Linked DNA regions of Oncorhynchus mykiss: region 2 is linked to region 1. The links are chromatin contacts, called in public Hi-C maps. All regions are on one chromosome and are shown on one strand. The core of a region is the stretch at or near the end of the contact, and the rest is flanking DNA. Distances in the headings are between cores, read along the strand shown.

Region 1 (3,624 bases), core at 942-3,441:
ATTGTAACTTCAAAGTGAAAAGCCATGGATGGTCATTCATTGCACCCCTGAACCCCTCTATTACATTTCTCTAGCCCCATCCTCAGCAAATCAAGTGGTGGGGCTGCCATTTGGCAGAACATTTGATTAAAGAGATTCTCTGGTACTTTTGTATACTTTTTAGCCAGTAGTTCAGAAGTAGTGCTCCTGAGCCAAACGGTCCCTGAAAATTGGTATTACATCACATAAACTACATTACCAAATGTATGTGGACACTTGCTTGTCAAACATCTCATTCCAAAATCATGGGCATTAATATGGAGTTGTTTCCCCTTTGCACCTATAACAGCCTCCACTCTTCTGGGAAGACTTTCCACTAGATGTTGGAACATTGCTGCAAGATATGCTTCCATTCAGCCACAAGAGCATTAGTGAGGTCGGGCACTGCTGTTAGGCGATTAGGCCTGGCTCACAGTCGGTGTTCCAGTTCATCCCAAAGGTGTTCGATGGGGTAGAGGTCAGGGCTCTGTGTACGCCAGTTAAATTCTTCCACACCGATCTCAACAAACCATGAAAAACAGCCCCAAACCATTATTCCTTCCCATCAAACTTTACAGTTGGCACTATGCATTTGCCCAGGTAGTGTTCTCAAGGAACCTTCAAAACCCAGATTTGTCCGTCAGACTGGCAAATGATGTTATTCTCTATGCATAGTCACTTTAATAACTCTACCTACATGTACATATTACCTCAATTATATCGACTAACTGGTGCACTCGCACATTGAATCTGTACCCCCTGTATATAGCCTTGTTATTGTTCTTTTTTTTAAGGTATTTAAAAAAAAAAAAATTTTTTTTTACTGTATTGTCAGACTGACAGATGGTGAAGAGTGATTCATCACTCCAGAAAATGCATTTCCACTACTTAGAGTCCAATGGTGGCAAGCTTTACACCACTCCAGCCGATGTTTGTCATTGCACATGGTGATCTAAGACTTGTGTGCGGCTGCTCTGCCATGTAAACCCATTTCATGAAGCTCCCGACAAACAGTTCTTGTGCTGACACTGCTTCCAGAGGCAGTTTGGAACTTGATAGTGAGTGTTGCAACCGAGGGCAGACAAAACATTTTTTACTTGCTACACGCTTCAGCACTCTGTGGTTCCATTCTGTGAGCTTGTGTGGCCAACGATTTCGTGACTGAGCCAATGTTGCTCCTAGACGTTTCCACTTCACAATAACAACACTTACAGTTGACTGCAGCAGCTCTAGCAGGGCAGAAATTTGACGAACTGACTTGTTGGAAAGGTGGCATCCTATGACGGTGCCACGTTCTAAGTCACTGAGCTCTTCAGTAAGGCCATTCTACTGCTAATGTTTGTCTATGGAGAGTACATGGCTGTGTGCTCGATTTTATACACCTGTCAGCAATGGGTGTGGCTGAAATAGCTGAATCACTCATTTGAATAGGTGTCCACATACTCTTGTATATGTAGTGAATCTTGTCATGGCCCCCATACCGTTCCGTTGCTGAGGTGATCTCAAGACTGAATAGATCTAAATAGGTCTACAATGCCATTAAAGGTATACTCAGCGAAATGATGTTGCTACAAGCAACACCACAGATATTGGTTGTGTTCCCCTGCTCAGACTTTGCGTGCATCAACCAATGGTTGCGTGCCACATCATAAACTGTGTAATCGACTGACATGTTGCTATAGCATATTACGTGGTTAGCTGATACGTAAAATACCTATCCAGACTTTGTAAGATCTGGCAGGCGTCAGCAACGCCTGGGCATAGGAACGCGCCCATTCAGATGCGCGAGATACAATACTTCGCACCCTCACACAGTCACACACAGTATCTGTACATGTGTATGGGTTCGCTTCACCCTGTTAAAGGGTGGTAGCCAGGGGACCAAAACAGTTGAGCCTCGCGTTTAAATGCTCTTAGTTGTTACCGAAATTTACCCATTATGCTGTTTACGTCCTGCATCTATGTCATATCGCTGAGTCTACCTTTAATTTACAATTTGGAGCACCTGGGGCCAATAGCTCTGGCATGTTACACTATGAAGCAAACAAAATCATTTCTTAAAGTTTAGGACAACATATAAAGTGCATGCTCGTGTATATATCCGACATTATGGTGTTGCATTCGTAATTTGGGTTTAATAGTGAGAGATGATTGATTGTCATAAACATATGACGTTCTAGACTGAGTGGTCATTTTTTTGTCTTCTGAAACGTTTCCGTAATTTATCGTTTCGCATTCGGCTTTTTGAGTGTGTGGTGGACATAGTCCCCGCCCAACTTTCTGCCTGCGTTGTTTGGGGACACTATGAAGATGGCGGCAGCCTCGCTGTATTGTGTCTGCCAGCAGTCGTATGATGTTAGCCGGTTTATGATTGAATGCGACATTTGTAAGGACTGGTTTCATGGCAGGTAAGGAGCCGACATATTCCTTAATGACATGTACGAAAATGACATAAGTGCGTTAAGTTGTATTGCGATGTCAGTCTGTGTTCAATCAAGACAGCGCAGCGCGAGCACCCAGTGTGAGCGAACGGATCTCGGCGGAGGTCCAACTCGGTTACTCTTACCCATAACCCCAGCCAGTTTCTTGTATGCCTACAAACGACGATTCGGTAGTTGACATCAGAGTAATGAGATTGCTAGCAATTTCATAGTCTTTGGTTAAGAGTTGGACAGTTGGTTTGTCAGCCAATTGTACTTTATTAGCTGTAGATGAAGCTTTGTCAGAAACTTTCAATCAAGCATAACTACTGTTAGTTGCTCCGTTGTGTCAGTAACTAGTGCTTGTCGAGTTGGCAGCCACCCTGAACCTTCACCAGCTGTAGTTATGGCGCGACGATGTCAGATTATCCTGATTAACCTTTTTCAGAGAAGGTTGACTTTCGGTGGTTTGGGAGGAGGCAATAAACAATTGGCGAAATAATGAGTTTTGCTGTCTACTCTTTGCCAGTAGAGGAAGTAGCCTGAATTATAGTGATTATTTTGCTGTTGGACATTATTTTGCTGTTCGTCTCATCAGTGAGAAATTGACCAAAAAGGAGTGTAATGTTAAAGTCGAGGACGGAAATTTAAATGACCCAAATGAACAAATACGTGCACATGGTGAGAGCCATCTAGGGTTAGAAAGAAGAAACACATTTTAAAGGGAAATGCACATGTTTGACGTCCCTCAAAATCACTTTTTTTCCTTCTAAATAGGAAAGTTGACATGCTCAAACTCATAGTTCCCAATGGGGCAAGGATAAGACATTGCAATAAATTATTTCAGCCAAACTGCTTGGTTCACGCCAATATGAGGCCTCTCATGCATATCAGAGGTGGTCCACAGTACACCCATATCACTGTGCATTCTGTGATGTTTAGCTTTACAGAAAACAACATAACATTTTGGGCTTATGCAACTATGAAGTGTGGTGCCAGAAACTGAGCAAGGAATTCAAGGTGTCTGTCTGCTCCCTAAAAGGGATCAAGGCATGAATGCTGCACTACAACTAGTGTGTGTGTGTGTGTGTGTGTGTGTGTACGAACATGTGTTTACTGAAGGCTCTCTCAACAAAGGGATCGTAGTCAGGGGCTTGTCTGTTACGCCCTCTATTCCTCTGTGCCC
Region 2 (3,894 bases), core at 541-3,040, 130 kb after region 1:
TTGTGATATTATTGGAAAAAATACCCAATTGTCATACTTGAGTAAACGTGAAAGTAACTCTGTAAAATACTACTTGATTAAAAGTCTAAAAGCCTTTTGTTTTAAATATACTTAAGTATCAAAAGTAAAAGTATAAATCATTTCAAATTGCTTATATTAAGCAAATTTGTTTTATTTAAAATGTGTATTTACGGATAATAAGGGGCAAACTCCAACACTCAAATAATTTACAAACGAAGCATTTGTGTTTAGTGATTCCATCAGATCAGAAGCAGTACGGATGACCAAGGATGTTCTCTGGATAAGTGCATGATTTTGACAATTTTCCTGACCTGCTAAGCATTCAAAATGTAACGAGTACTTTTGGGTTTCAGGGAAAATGTATGGAGTAAAAAGTACATGATTATCTTTAGGAATGTAGTGAAGTAAAAGTAGTCAAAAATATAAATAGTAAAGTACAGATACCCCCCAAAATAATTAAGTAGTACTTTAAAGTATTTTTACTTAAGTACTTTAAAACACTGGAAATTGGGCGAACTATTAGAAATTTAGCTGCCAGGAAATGGCGGAGCGATTTCTGCATACTGCACCTTTTAATGATGATCACATTTTTTGGTTGCACCTCAACTCAAATTGGTTTGAGTTTTAGCAACATTTAATCTTAAGAAAAGTGCTTTATTAGTGGTTGTACCTATCTTTTTTTTTACACAGTTCTTTTGAAGATTTTTTTTTACATCTGGCCCATTTAAGAATATAGTTGAATAGCCCTGGCCTAGAGATTACATGCGACATAAACCTTTCATGTCCAAGAGACATGTTACTCAATTTTAGGTTTATGTGCAAAGGTTGCTTTGATGAAAGTATTTCATAGATTCTTCATATTGCAAGGAAGACTTACAGTAGGCTATGTTTTTTTAATCTGACACATCAAGTACTTATTGATTATTAATGAAAGTTAGAAGAATGGCATAATAATAGAGTTGTATACAAGACCTACCATCTCCAGGTCTTTCATAAGATTCCCAAATATTAGAATGGGTTGTGGACCAGGAGGAAAGTTTTTGGGTCTATTAACCTTTCGGAAGAAGATGAGGAGGTAGATGCATATCCACACAGAACAATTGAACACACCATACATGTTGTTCAGATCCAACCATAGTGACAGCACACTGCGCTCCTCTTCTCCAAAGTGACAGACATGGGCGTACACGCATGCGCACATTTGCACAAACAGTGTTCTGGTAAATAGAATTTGGCATCTATAATTCTCTATTTATTACACAGTCATTGTCACTAGCGTGACCATAGCTTTTTTGTCATTACCACTGAGATTGTCTTCATGTATGCGATATAATGTCTATAAAGCAATGAGTATGCAATGAAAAAAAGTAGTAATATCAGACAAAATAGGCACCACATTCTCATTTTTAATATCCTGGTACATGAATTGCAATTGATTAAGCATTTCTTAAACTGTAAAATCTTAAAGATTTAGCCTAAGCATATCCTCGAAAAATTTATTATTATTTGACTGTAAAATGAAAGTAGTTAGGGCATGTAGAAAATAGAACTGTCCCTAAAAAGGGCCACATGTGCAGTCTAATCCATAATAAACAAACATTTAATGATCTTGTGATTTAGCATATGTGATGAGGTAATATCTAATATTGCGAAATGCTTTACTAGCAACAGTTGACTTTCTTGTCAAGTAAAACGATTACAATTTATAGTGTACGCTTTTCATAGTATCTCATGTTTTGCAGGTGGCCCCTTAGCTTCACAAACCAAACCATCCCAGCATACCTCGTGTGTCTAACGGCTTCGGACCGTACACTCGTTGAAATATTTTGCAGGCCTGTTTTTTTTTTTAAATTATCAGGTCAATAATCTGGACCGGACCATATTGTATTATCCTACAATTAGTACCATGCAAAGTATTTTATATAGATAAATCTCACTTTAGCACGGCGAATGTAAAGGGGTTTCTAGCTAGCAAGTGAGTTTGGGGCCGGCTAGCTAACGTTACTGTTGTACGGATTCGAACAAGAATTCCTAATCAGATGGAGCTGGAGTCGGAAAGAACCGAATTTGGAGCTATGGGTGACTCGCTTCAACCTCAAACCCCAAGTCGACACGAGAAGAGTCTAGGATTGCTTACAACCAAATTTGTATCTTTGCTACAAGAGGCCAAGGATGGAGTTCTAGACCTGAAAGCAGTAAGCATGCCTTACTCTTTGTTGTTGGCACGCGGATGTAAATGTAGCTTGTGGCTTGCTACCGTTAGTAGTAAATCTAATTCAAGGTTTTCGCTAGCTAACATTAGCCATCAGCGTGATACATTGGGTCAAGTGTTTTTTTTCTTCTGTTTATGTGTTTGAATAGTTCAATTAACTCCCTAGTTTGTTACAATTTGCCCGTCCACTGAATGTAGGAAAAGTTGGCTAGCCAGTTGCCAAGTAACGTTACTTCAACTCCTCTGTTGAGGTCACACAGTCATTGGTTGAGGTACTAAGCAGCAAGCTAGCCAGCTAACTTTATATATTCTGCCCCCTGCAGCCGCAATGAAGACAAGCACGCAAGGCTGCACATTGTTGTCATGAACTGAATCTGGCAAAACAGTTAAAACCCGAACCCGGTTCAGAGTCACACACCTTTTTATGTAGCTAGAAAATAAATAAATCCGCAAGTCAAAATTATCATTGGTTAAATTATGCTGACAATATGTTAGGTTTTGTTTAGGCTGGGCGTGACTGACCACAATAGAATATATGTCATCCCATTGCAGTAATGAGGATTAACCCATCGTAGTTATCAGCACTAGCCATATGTTTATTGCTGTAAGTGCTCGTTGAAGACTCAGTTATGTGTAACTTTGAAGCCCATGAATAGCTAAGCTTCCTCAACGTTATAGAATCTACCAAGCTATTTGTTTTTAGCTGTGGATTTGTTCAACGGACCCCCAAACTGCTCTACACCAATGTATAAAAAACATTGACCACTCTTTCTCTCCCACAGGCAGCAGACACCCTAGCTGTAAGACAGAAGCGGCGCATCTACGACATCACCAATGTGCTTGAGGGCATCGGACTGATCGAGAAGAAGTCTAAGAACAGTATTCAGTGGAAGTAAGTCAAGGGCATGGCGTTATGGGCTCCGTTAGTAAATATTGGGTGACACCCTCTCGCCATTCAGAAACTACAAGTGTGCTAAGCTGTCTGTTATGTAAGTGAAGTCAGATAAGGAGAGGTGTCTTAACTGTGTTCCTACCAATGCCTTGCCGTTGACTGTTGTGTCTGTGTTATCCAGAGTCATATATTTAGAGAGTTGGGTCAATGGGGTTTCTGTCTGAACATTCCGAGAGCGCCACTTTTTCCTCCATAGCCGTTGCTAAGTGATAACACTTCCCGTGTTGTGCTCTCTATTTCTGAAATAGATTTAGAAAACTATAAACATTTCCAGTGAAAGTAGATATGCAAATTGTTGATACCACAACACGGTACATTTCTTTGTGATACCTGTTTCCTGTCCCCAGGGGTGTTGGTCCTGGCTGTAACACACAGGAGATAGCCGATAAACTCATTGATCTGAAGGCAGAACTGGATGATCTGGACAAGCGGGAGCACGAGTTGGATCAACAGAGGGTCTGGGTCCAGCAGAGCATCATGAACGTCACAGACGACTCGCAGAACAGCCCATATCCTCAACTACAATCCCTCTGTCTAGTAGTCACTAAGCTTAGCAGATCTAGCGTGTTAGTTACTAGATATTTGTATTTATTTATTTCACCTTTATTTAACTAGGCACGTCAGTTAAGAACAAATTCTTATTTACAATGACGGCCTACCCTGGCCAAACCCGGACGACGCTGGGCCAATTGTGCGCCGCCCTATGGGA

What was found. A called contact is a pair of places that touch in the nucleus more often than the background predicts.
Region 2: a Hi-C map of liver shows a contact between it and region 1, with 4 times the contacts expected there. A contact is called at or near these places in 2 of 3 Hi-C or Micro-C datasets (blood and liver).

What each region holds. Positions count from the first base shown.
Region 1 is chr2:86,421,526-86,425,149 of USDA_OmykA_1.1, forward strand. LOC110498407 (lysine-specific demethylase 7B) reads left to right here and starts at 2,192. Exons shown (of 21, transcript XM_021575039.2): 1 at 2,192-2,426. The coding sequence starts at 2,323.
Region 2 is chr2:86,553,685-86,557,578 of USDA_OmykA_1.1, forward strand. It overlaps LOC110498585 (transcription factor E2F4), which reads left to right and starts at 1,791. Exons shown (of 10, transcript XM_021575240.2): 1 at 1,791-2,216; 2 at 3,016-3,125; 3 at 3,533-3,694. The coding sequence starts at 2,061.